Linked DNA regions of Sus scrofa: regions 1 and 2 are each linked to region 3. Evidence: chromatin contacts called from public targeted proximity ligation data. All regions are on one chromosome and are shown on one strand. The core of a region is the stretch at or near the end of the contact, and the rest is flanking DNA. Distances in the headings are between cores, read along the strand shown. Region 1 overlaps SPIDR (DNA repair-scaffolding protein). Region 2 overlaps SPIDR (DNA repair-scaffolding protein). Region 3 overlaps SPIDR (DNA repair-scaffolding protein).

Region 1 (3,858 bases), core at 984-3,483, 79 kb after region 3:
TAGTGGTAAGCTGTAGGGTTAGGGGAAATGTTCTTGAGCCTATGATTAGGTCTCGAGCCTGTTAGTGAACCTGCACAACAGCTTCTCAGCTTCCCTGCCCCACCTTTGATGAGACAGGAAGACTGGAAGAATATGGAGTTGGGTATCTTCCTCCCTCCAGGTTTGCTGGGCTCAGATAAGACCCCAGCAGATGAGACTCTGGTTAAATAGTTTCCTGAGGGCAGGTCTTGTTCAGAAGTACAGAGGGCCCAGCTGTGTTTCAAAACAATTCGTGTTCCCTCTCCATGCTGGAGACGTGAGGGGAATTTTCTGACCTTCCCTGTGAGAACATGTAGGGTTCCTGGAGGTAAATCTCAGAAACTTGCATCCCAATCCCCCAAGACAGTGGCCCCTGGAGTTTTTAATTCTCAATCTTGTCCACCCTGAGTCTCAGCAATTTGTCTATTACAGTTAAGGTTTCTCCACCCCGGTACAGGATCCAGTGGATGTTTCTGCTCCTGCACTTCTATGAGTCTCCACATCCTCTTGTCTGTTTCTCTAATTGAGGGGGCAGCCCTGTGATTTCAGTCTGCTATGGCTCTAAAGAGCTGTTGATTTTGTTTGTTAAGCTTTTTTCATGTTGTGGAAATAGAAGTAATAACTTCCAAGCTCCCTGTATGTCAGACCAGAAACAAAGTCAGAACTCCCGGGAGTTCCCATCATGGCTCAGTGGTTAACGAATCCGACTAGAAAGCATGAGGTTATGGGTTCGATCCCTGCCCTTGCTCAGTGGGTTAAGGATCCAGTGTTGCCATAAGCTGTGGTGTAGGTCACAGATGCGGCTGGGATCCCGAGTTGCTGTGGCTCTGGCGTGGGCCGGCGCTACAGCTCCGATTAGACCCCTAGCCTGGGAACCTCCATATACTGCAGGAGCAGCCCCCCAAAAGGCAAAAAGACAAAAAAAAAAAAAAAAAGAAAGTCAGAACTCCTGGTTCTGCTTCTGGGCTTTTAAACTCATCTTGTTATCCTTCCTGGGCATTTGATGAACCATCCCTGCAGCACTCTCTAGTAGCTTTGGTAAGCTTTCAACCATTTCTTTGTTCCACAGGTCTAGTTTAATGTCCATCTCCATAAAACATACAAGCAGGAATGTTTTTTGTTATTGCTGTTCATCACATTCTGCTGCTGGGTGAGTTTGCTGGGTTTTAGGGTTTCTATACAAAAGAGGACCAGAGGCTCTCTGTGACAAAAATCTGTGTCTTAGGTGTTCTGAGTTTTCTTTTAGCATCTAGCAAAGGAGCAGCAAAGTCTCAGGGCTCTTTGCTCTTCACTGATAAAAAAGTCAAAATTTAATGATACTTATTCAATTAAAGATTCAAATTTATTTATATAAAACTAAGTCTAAGGAAAAGATAATCTGCCTCGAGTCCAATGGGCCAGACTAGAATTAAACAACAAAACCAGAGCAGCAAGAGATACGGAGGGTGCGATGTCTTGTGGGAAGGATGGTGCCACCACACCCCTTATTTTAGCTCCACGTGGTGCTGCCTCGGTGAAGGAGCTGACCCTGGGGATAGAGCTGAACAGACCACCCCTCTTTCTGTCCTTTCCCCAAATTAGGAGTTTCTGAGTTTAACTCCGGGGAAAGACTCTAAATACACTGTTCCTATGGGCACCCAGGGTGGCCGGTGCCACTGTACCATTCTGGACTCCTCACATTTAATAAAGAAACAATCCTTTCTAATATACACTCGGCCGAGTTTTGTCAAGCGTCATCATGGGGTGCCTGGGGTTATAATGATCACACCCAATCATCCTTTTTGTTACTCCAGGCCCAGGAGGTGAGCCCTGCAGATCTTACCCACACATCCAGATGGTAGCCTGCTGACCAGAAGCTTCCTCTAGGATGGCTCAGTGGGTACAATCAGGTTGGACTAGCCAGCAGTGCCACCATCCTGCCTTGTGACCTTTCCCTTATAGAAGGCCTTTCTTTATACACAAAACTTTGTAAAGAGGGAAAAACATAAGATCTTTCTTGCTTTTTTCACCTATATTTGTTACATAGTAGAGTGGGTATTTCAGTTGCTAACCTTAACCCTAGAACCATAAAAAGAGAGACTGGTTTTTGTGTTCTGGGTTTTTTTTTTTTTTTTTTTTAGGCTGCTTCCTGTTCCAGTAAATGGAATATCAGGATTCTCCACAGAGTCACGTGATAACTAGGCAGCACACAGCTGCCCTCTGGCACGGTATGTAAATGAACTCAGTCACCCTTTGGGTTTTCCCCTTTCCTTTCCCTGTTCTTTGCGGAGGACACAGAACCATAGGGAGTAACTAGCTGAAGTTTGCTCTGTACTTTAATAGCAGGCAGAAAGCCAAACTGCAAATACAATGACTGGATTCAGTTTTACAAGCAAACACTGGAACTGAATTCACCCTAGTCCGGGAAGAATGCCTGCGATCAGAACTAGCAGGAAATCCAATTCAAAACAGGGTGTGTCACCTTAATTCACAGTGTGGCCTTTACACCTTTAATGAAGGCCTTTGGAAATGAAAGCTTACTTCCGTAAAAGGTCCACAAAAAAGACTAAATTTTACACAAATGATACTAGAAATGCTATGCAGAGCATCTGAATTCCCACAGCCAGCACCCTTCGTAGGACTGTGAGCTCTGCTCATCCTCCCTGGGATAACTATGGTCATTGTCTTAGAGGATATTAATAATTACTTATTTCCTCCACCTTTCTTCCAAGCTCTGAGGCCCTTCTGACATCATGTCAGTTCTCCTCTTGTTCTCTGGGTCACTTGAGTAACCTGATAGGGGAACCTAGATCCTGAGGGCAGGAGAATAGCCACATACTTTGGCCCAAGCGCCTCTGAAACCTTCCAGGAGGCTTATGTGCCTGTCTTCCGTGGCTCTGGCTGGCTGGGGACAAACCCAAGTGCTGAGTCGGCTGTTCCAGGAGGGGTCAGGAGAGGTCAGGACCTCATCCTACTGCAGTGGTTGGGCCTTACCTAAATTACACGACTATAAGGACCAGGCAGAGGAAAAAACGGGCCAGATGCCCTTCCAAACTGTTAATCTGGGTGTATGGGAGGGGAGAGTAGAAGGAATAATATGAAGTAAAGGCTTCCCTAACTTCAAGGTTTGGGTGAGGAATAAATAAGAAGGAGGGGAATGCTCTACAGCCCCGCAAGGACATTATTTTCTACGAATTTTTAATATTTTATATAATTTAGCCTCAAGTGAGCAGCTGCCAGATTTACCAGATAAAGTATAGAATGGCCAGTTAAATGTGAATTTCAGGTAAATGATAAACAATTTTTCAATGTGAATATGCCCTGTAGTTTACTTGAAATTCACATTTACTTGATTGCCCTCTATTGCATTTGGTTTCCCTACTCGGGTGTCAGTTCCAACAAAATGATCACTAAAATGACTTTTACTGCTGGGATTCAGGATTGTGAATCAGACTGCTACCAGTGAGATGTGCCTGACCCCGGGTGACACTGGGTCCAGCCCTCACTGTGCTTTCTCATGGGGATGGAACAAGATGCCATCTTTTCATCCAATGGCAGGAAAACAAAGATGTCATAACAGCACCCAAGACTAAAACTGTAACACTGAAGAAACTAGGTTATAGATGGTGTCAACACACCACACTCCCATCTTCCTGAGGAAGTCAGTACTTCTTATTGGGAAGACTGAGCCTGCTTATGGTGTTAGTGCCATCACAAGAAAAATCTGAGAGGTATCTTTAGGCTACCCAGTATGGCAGAATAAAGAGACAACAGTGGCAAACCTGGATGCAATGTGATTTATGCTAAGGATCAAATGTAATCTGCATCACCAACCAACGTGTATACAAGTCAGCGCAAGTC
Region 2 (3,687 bases), core at 1,039-3,538, 110 kb after region 3:
CAGCTAACAAGTTAATTCTGTATTGGACTGGATTCATACTTCTTAAACTAAATCAATTATTTCTAAAATTTTTAGAATTCTAGCTGACAGATAAAATATAACCAGCACTTATATTTTCTGTTGTAAGAGGAGAGGTCTGAGGCCAACTCTGTAAAGGGAATAGAAATTCAGAACTCTCTTTTTACAGAATTGTCTTGTCTGAGAGAATATGCAAAACGGCAACCTGACCTGTTCACAGCTCTCTCAAAGGCAAAGAGTTGACCTTTAGTCTCATTAAAAAGTGATCCAAAAAGGAACTAAATACTGACATTTTTAGCAACATGGATGGACCTAGAAATTATCATGCTAAGTGAAGTCAGCCATACAATGAGATACTAACATCAAATGCTTTCACTGACATGTGGAATCTGAAAAAAAGGACACAACGAATTTCTTTGCAGAAGAGATACTGACTCACAGACTTTGAAAAACTTATGGTCTCCAAAGGAGACAGTTTGGGGGGTGAGGGGATGCGCTGGGGTTGTGGGATGGAAATCCTATAAAATTGGATTGTGATGATCATTGTACAACTATAAATGTAATAAATTCATCGGGTAATAAAAAAATATTATATATAGGATGGATAAACAACAAAGTCTTACTGTACAGCACAGAGAACTACATACAATATCCTAGGATAGACCATGATGGAAAATAATAAAAAAAAAGAACATATGTGTATATATAACTGAGTCACTTTGCTGCACAGCAGAAATTAACACGATATTGTAAATCAACTATACTTAAATAAAATTTAAAAAAAAGAAAAGAAAAGAAAAAAAAAAGAAAGTGATCCAGTGTTCAGAACCACCACCAAGAGTGTGATTCGTGATTGGGGTTAGAAAAATCCTTTAGGTATTTTTACTATTTTACTCTTTGGATTATTCTTTCAAGATTACATTCCTAAAACAGGCAGGGATGGCATTTTTACTGAGAAAAATTTTTGAGTAAGGTAATAATTGACATTCATTTTCAAAAAATTACTTTAAAATTTTCTCAAAATATCCATGAATGTTCCAAACAGCATTAAGAGAGGTCCTATATTACCAAAAACCCCCACAAAAAACAAAAAGAAAAAAAAAAAAACCCTACTCCATACATATGCTTAGGATTTGGGTCAAACAGAAAACAGAACCTCTACTGAGCAGTCATTAATCAGGCTAGTTTGATTTTTTTTCTCCTGGTCATTTTTCTTTAGCCAGCAAAGATTGGCAAAGAGACTCTCCACAGTGTCATCATGCCAGGCTGAGAGGGAATGTTGCACTTGAGAACACTTGGAGGCCCAGGGATGATGCCTGCATGGAAGTACTGTCCCTGACTGCTTCGCACTGAGTTAGCAGGAGAGCATTACTGTTAAGTGAACACCACCTGCCCTGTAAGGTTTTATCTAAGCTGAGCTAGGAGGACCTATAAACTGTGTGCTTTCATAGCTATAAATACACATATTCCCACTTCCTCAAAAATGAACTAGTTGTCTAATTTCAAGATATTCTCAGAAAGCATGGAGACCATATGGTTGTACTTGTCTCAAAGAGCCAATTTCCACTTCTACCACCAATACCAGCCCTGCCCCCAAGAAACTCACAGCATAGGAGGAGAGACTTAAGTGTGTTCTAACAGAGGCATGTGGAAGGCACAATGTAGCACGCAAGAGAGAGCAACCACGTATGCCTTGAGCTGGGAAGAAAATGGCAAGGAACGTACAAAGAGAAGGGGGAGGAGGGGTGCAAGTTTTGTCATGTGGACCAGGGGGGTATGAAAAGCCCCTCTAGTAAGAAATAACAGTGCCTTTAAACAGGGGAAAAAGTACGGACCCTTGGTGACCACAACAGTCATTATCATCTGGAGAACAGGACCAGCCAAAGGCCACCTTTATTCTGACATCTGCCTTTATCTCATAGATTACCATTATGCCAAAAATAATAGAAGAAAAAATAAGTTAGAAAAATTTCTTTATTCTAGCTGGGACATGTATGGGTATAGAATGTTGTGCTTCTATGATTTGAAGACAGAAGACAGAAAACATAATTGTTTCCAACACCTTTTAAGCAAGAATAAATTCATACTAAATTATGAACTATCATTTGTGTTCACAGGTATTACTTAATTTAATGGGTACGATTACTGCATATTGGAAATAATTCATGTGCTGAATGTAGTGTTCTTAAAGGAAGATGCACTAAGAGGGCAAGGCAACTGACACCTACCACATTTCCTCTGTGTAGGAGCTCACAGGCCAGAGCTTTATGCCAGGAACTCAAGGGTTGTGCTAACAACCTATCCTTAGAAGACCAGGGCCAGAAAGCAGAACATTTTTAAACAGTGGAACTTTTTTGTTTGCTTTTCCATTCTTTACTTTTGTGATAAAGAGTATGCATGGGCCAACTGGAAGGTTGCATTTGATATGAAACATTCCATTCATTCAATAACGTTTAATATTTAACCATAAGTTTATTGCTTTAACTGTAATGTTCTTAACAAGGCTTCTAAGTGAGATCAAAACGGGCTTGTGTTTCTGCAAGTAGCTGCCTGTGCGGCTGGATCAAAATTACTGATGTCTAGCTTCCCTGAAATAAAGCAACTTTGCTCTAGACAGTAAAGATGCAGTATCCTCTGACCTCGCTGAAAGGGTGAAAACATACTCCTTTAGAAACAAGTCCATAGCGCATCTCATCTCTAGGACTTCACCTAGTTTACCCCATGTGTGTCATCTCAGAGAGCAGTGTTGTACTCAATCCTTGGATGATACCTATACTACTCAGTACAGTTACTTCCCAGTTCTCTACAGAATTCTTACCTGAGTTTTACATGATTTTCCTAATCAATCACTGTGTGAAGACGAAGCCTCTGAACCATACAATTATGTTTTTATAGCACAGAGAAATACATATGAAAACAGGTTCATAATGGACCTTTTTATTTATTATCACTTATCTTCAGTCATATGAAAAGCACAGCCAAGTATTACCTGCCAGGCTAGAAACGAACATAAGGAGGCTCAAGAAAAAAAAAAAAAAAAAAAAAAAAAAAAAGACTGGAAATGTCGTGCTGGACCTTAAACACTGGACAAGTGTAAGCCTAATACACTTTCCACCAAGTTCCCTCAAGTCTAAGGAATCAACATTTCTCTTTGGTCCCACCAGACCCTCAACCCAGCAACACTCTCCCCGCCTTGGCTGCCACTCTGTCACTGGTCACAGCACAGCGCTAAGGTGTAAGTCAGGATCTCTCTCCATCAAGGCTTATTTTTTTTGGCTATGCCAATGGCATGCAGAAGTTCCAGGGCCAGAGACTGAACCTATGCTACAGCTGTAACCAGAGCCACAGCAGTGACAATCTTGGATCCTTAACCACTGAGCCACAATGGAACTCCATCCATCAAAGCTTCTTGAGCCTCACAACTGGACACTGCAAAGTGACAATCCATTATCCCAGTCTCTTCTCGGAGAGAGACAGTAGGGTGAGAGGGATAGGCCCTATTCAGTACTTGTTCGTAATTATTATGCACACCTTTTTGCAGAATACAGTCTTGCTAGTTGCCTTCCTGAGCACTCTTGTTACTGCAGAGGAGTCTTCATGCTTAGGCTTCTTGGTATAGAAAATGAGGAAAACAAAGAGCAAGAGCCCTGAAGGGCTATTGTGAGGTTA
Region 3 (4,159 bases), core at 1,238-3,737:
TGTCTTGAGAAGCCTGAAGCTGTGGAGTCACTGGGCCAACACCTGTGGCGAGGCACCAGCTTGTCAGGCCCTCCAGTGGCCCCTGCCCGCCCCCCAGCCCTCACACAAGTGCTGTCCCCCTGGCCTCATTCAGCATGCCAGCCTGCATTAGGGCCACATTTTAGGGCAGAGACAGAGCACATGGTCTTGGGGGATGGATGTGGGACAGGGAGTGTCCCTACTGGCCTGAGATTTCTAAAGAGGTGAGCGGAGTGGAGAATAAAGGGCAGCCTCAGGAATGGGCAGCCCAGCTGTGGGTCTCATTTCAGAGAACAGAGAAGCTGGGGAATCCAAAGGTAAGGATAGAACTGACCCACACAGGACTCGTGGGGCTCGGGCTCACTGTGGGTCACACAGAGCACAGGTGAGGAGGGCTGGGGTCCTGCCCTGCTCTGCCAACACCAAACTCTGCACTGACCGTCTCTCTCCAGACTGGGGGTCACTCTCTGGAGGCCTTGCCAGTTATCTTGGTCTAAGTCAGGTGAGATGACTCTATTTCTACATGGAAGGTGCTCTGGCCCTGGCAACTGGGCAGCAGCATGTGGACAAGCACAGCAGGACAACTGGCACTGTCCTCAATAAGCTCTGAAAAACAGAATTTAGCTGCAGCCAAGCCACATGGAGATTAGAACTGACATTTCAAGTGGTGTGAGGGGTCAGCACACGTGAAATTGAGCTTCCTTGCTGGGAAGCAGGTTGGGCACATCTGTTCACTCTCTGGCTGCAGGACACCAAAGATGCTCAGTAACACCCACCCTCCACTACCTGCGACCGGGAGGCTCGGGCTCTGATGTTCCACACACACTGAGCACTGGCGCACGTGAGCAGGTCACTGTGTTTTCAGAAGTAGTCAACTTAGATAAATGCTAAGACAGCACAAGGAAAAGGTCTTCCAAGGAGGAGGGGATACTAGTGGTTAGAATGAGAGCCTCAGTAGTGCATTCGCTACATAAGACAGTCTGCCATTCAGATCTCTTGGAATAATAGTCTGGCAAGTGAATGCTACTTATTTAAAAGCAATGTTCCATTCATGCCTAAAACACTGACTTTCACCTAAATAAAATCCCTTCCCCTACCTTCATGATTTTTAGCAAGTGGTGCCTGCTGGCACTGGCCAGGGAGGGGCTGCTTGAATTCTGCTGCTGGTGGACATGGGCCTGGCTGCTGGGAGCTTCAGCTTTCCAACCTGTACAATCCAGATAACTTCACTTTGCTTCACACCCAGCTAAGTGCCCACACCCATATGTGCTCAGAACCCTGGTTTCCTGCACCCACCAGGCAAATTCACATTGTTACCAATGCAGTTTATCAACAAGAAGGTGGTTTTCTCCTATCACGCTTCAGCCCACCCCTTATATCATGAGTGTGCTCCTCAGTAAAAGGGTTGATCTGCAGGAAGGGGCTCAGTGAAACCAGCCTATGGTCAGCCTGGTGGTGCTGTCCCCAATATCCAGCTCCTGAAGTTCTGTTGTAAGTGAAGCTCCTCTCTATGTAAAGCAATCAAGGCTTATTAGCAAACCCAGTGTCCTCTACCTGCCCAGCCACAGGGCACCCCATCCTGGCCACCAGAGCCTGACTACGGCACTTGGACTCCATGAATTTCTGAGACATGAGGGTGAGGCTGGGAGAACTGACTGAAACTGGTGCCAAATGAAACTACACAGCACATGCCAGCAACATAAAATAAGAGAGATAAGAGGTTCCCAGTTCAATCCCAGGCATATCATGATAGAAGGATAAAGTCCATCATGGAGTTAATATTTGTCTTTAAGAATGTTTCTTTCCTTCTCGTAACAGCCAAATGTCCCATCATTAAAGATCACTTTAAAAATTCTAGAAATGCGTGCATTGTTAATCTGTGAAAGCAATGGAACAAAGTACAAGGAATAAGGAAAACAAATGTTGATTCATAGATGGGGTTTTAGTAAGACTATAATTTAATTCCCCTTTGAAGTTTTAAATGCCCCTCCCCAACTTTTCAAAAGTATTTATTTTTCCCTCCTTTCATTCTGTGACTCAGTAAGATAGATACATAAGAACATAGAAGCAGTGTATGTGTGTGTGTGTATCTGTGTGTGTGTGTGTGTGTGTGTGTGTGTGTGTCTATGCTTGTGTTCCGAGAGAGAAGCAGATGAAGTGACATGTGGGATGTTTACACGAGTCAGGGAAGTAGTTCTGAGCAGTCCACCAAGAATTCCCGGAATCAGAATCAGGCTCCGCTGTTTTATTCTAGGTCAGTGTCAACTGAAACAGCCTCTGAAAATCAACAAGGATCTTTCTCTTCACATTATAATCCCTACTAAGCCTCAATTTAAGGACGAGAAACAGAAGAAATTAGAGGATGAAGTGAGAAAAAAAGCAAGAGAGAGAGAGAAAGGGGAAGGAAGCTGAGAGGGGAGTTTGGACCAGACCCGGGGCGGGGGAGTTGGGGGGAGTGCAGAGGAAGAGAGCCGAGGGGGCAGGGCCTTCCCAGCTCCAGCCCGCACGCAGACGGGAAACCAGATACAGCAGGACACTGTGTCCTCCTGAAAAACAACCAGACTGCACTCCTAAAGTAAACAGTTAATCCCGCTGTTTATCTTCTTAACATGAGATGTTAGCAGGATGATCCCTACTGCACAGAAATGTGGTCTCTACTCATTTAAAAATCCTATTTCTCTTTGCTAAAATAAAAGTGTGACATGAAAACTTTCTAGTATCAGTGAACAGGAAGGAATAATAATCTTTCTTTGCTGAAAGTGACTTAACTAAAGGATGGCAAAAAGCCTGAGAAAGGCCTTTTCCACACTCATACTTCCTCTTCATTATTGGAAAATACTGTATTGCTGAAATCAACCAAACAAAAAACACTGCTGCCAGCTTGGTCTTTAAGGAGGACACGAATAATGCTGACATAATTGTGGTGTCCTGGGCTTGGACTGTGGTCTCAGTTCCTAGAGATAAGACTGTGACCGGACCAAGACAAGTCAGAAGAGGACATTTTACACATTCATACAAGTTTGCCTCCAGAACGAATTTTCAAAGGTACAGTTACTCTCACATATTTTTGTTAGTTGAAATTTCTACTGAAGGAAGCAGCTGTGAGAGTCACCAGAGACCCTTATATAAGTACTTGGCCCCTTCTCCCAGTATCCTGGGCATCAGTAAGACTTCGCGCCAGACCCCTCATGGCTATGATCCACCCACCCAGGCCAGGGCTCACTCACTTGACTGGTCTCTCACCTGTGTGTGTTTGGAGCTGTGAAGTTTCATCACTTGTGGAGGACCCTGTGCCCACCAGCACAAGGACCCTTGTGACACCTTTTACCACCTACCTCCCTACCATCCACCCATAACATCTAATTTGTCCTCCATTTCTGAAATACGGCCACTTCAAAATGTTATAAAAATGGAATCAAGTAGTATATGATCTCTGGGATTAATTTTTTTCCCTTAGCATAGTTCCCTGGTGATAATCCAAGTTATTATGCCTTTTATTTTTATAACAGCTTTGTTGAGGCCTAATTTACATACTATAGAAATTCATCCCTTTTATTGTGGCAAAATAACCATAACATAAAATTTATAATTTCACCATCTTCATGTGTACAATTCAGTGGCATCAAGTACATGCACATGTTCTGCAACCAGCAGCACTAACTAGTCCTAGTCCCAGAATATTTCCCCAAAAGGAAATCCCAACCTGTTAAGCAGCCTTCCTTTTGTCTCCTCTCCCAAATACTTGGCAACATACTGATCTGGCTCTATGGATTTGCCTGTTCTAAATATGTCACATAAGTGGAATCATGCAAAATATGGCCTTTTGTGACTGGCTCCTTTCACTAAGCATAACATTTTCAAGGTGCGCCCATGTTAAGGCAGGTGCCAGTCCTGACTTTCTGTAGTTGGCTGAAGAATATTCTATTGTATAGATATACCACACCCTGTTTCTGCATCCATCAGCTGATGAACATTTGGGATGTTCCTACTTTTTTGAAGTGATATTATTATTATATTACTACATATAATAACTATAATAGTATTATGAATGATACTGCTATGAACGTTAGTATAGCAGTTATGTAGATATGTTTTCAATTCTCTTGGGTTTATACTTGGGAGTAGAATTGCTGGATCATGT

What was found.
Region 1: a contact with region 3 is called in a targeted proximity ligation map of skeletal muscle. A contact is called at or near these places in 12 of 47 Hi-C or Micro-C datasets (alveolar macrophages, embryonic fibroblasts, fetal liver and 6 more) and 2 of 2 datasets of targeted methods (alveolar macrophages and skeletal muscle).
Region 2: a contact with region 3 is called in a targeted proximity ligation map of alveolar macrophages. A contact is called at or near these places in 7 of 47 Hi-C or Micro-C datasets (liver, mesenteric adipose tissue, omental adipose tissue and 2 more) and 2 of 2 datasets of targeted methods (alveolar macrophages and skeletal muscle).

Annotation. Positions count from the first base shown.
Region 1 is chr4:80,015,943-80,019,800 of Sscrofa11.1, forward strand. The region is part of intron 8 of SPIDR (DNA repair-scaffolding protein); the gene reads right to left. Among named protein-coding and RNA genes, the nearest start is that of CEBPD, 150 kb to the left of the region's middle.
Region 2 is chr4:80,041,768-80,045,454 of Sscrofa11.1, forward strand. All of the region lies in intron 8 of SPIDR (DNA repair-scaffolding protein), which reads right to left. Among named protein-coding and RNA genes, the nearest start is that of SPIDR, 150 kb to the right of the region's middle.
Region 3 is chr4:79,936,209-79,940,367 of Sscrofa11.1, forward strand. All of the region lies in intron 10 of SPIDR (DNA repair-scaffolding protein), which reads right to left. Among named protein-coding and RNA genes, the nearest start is that of CEBPD, 65 kb to the left of the region's middle.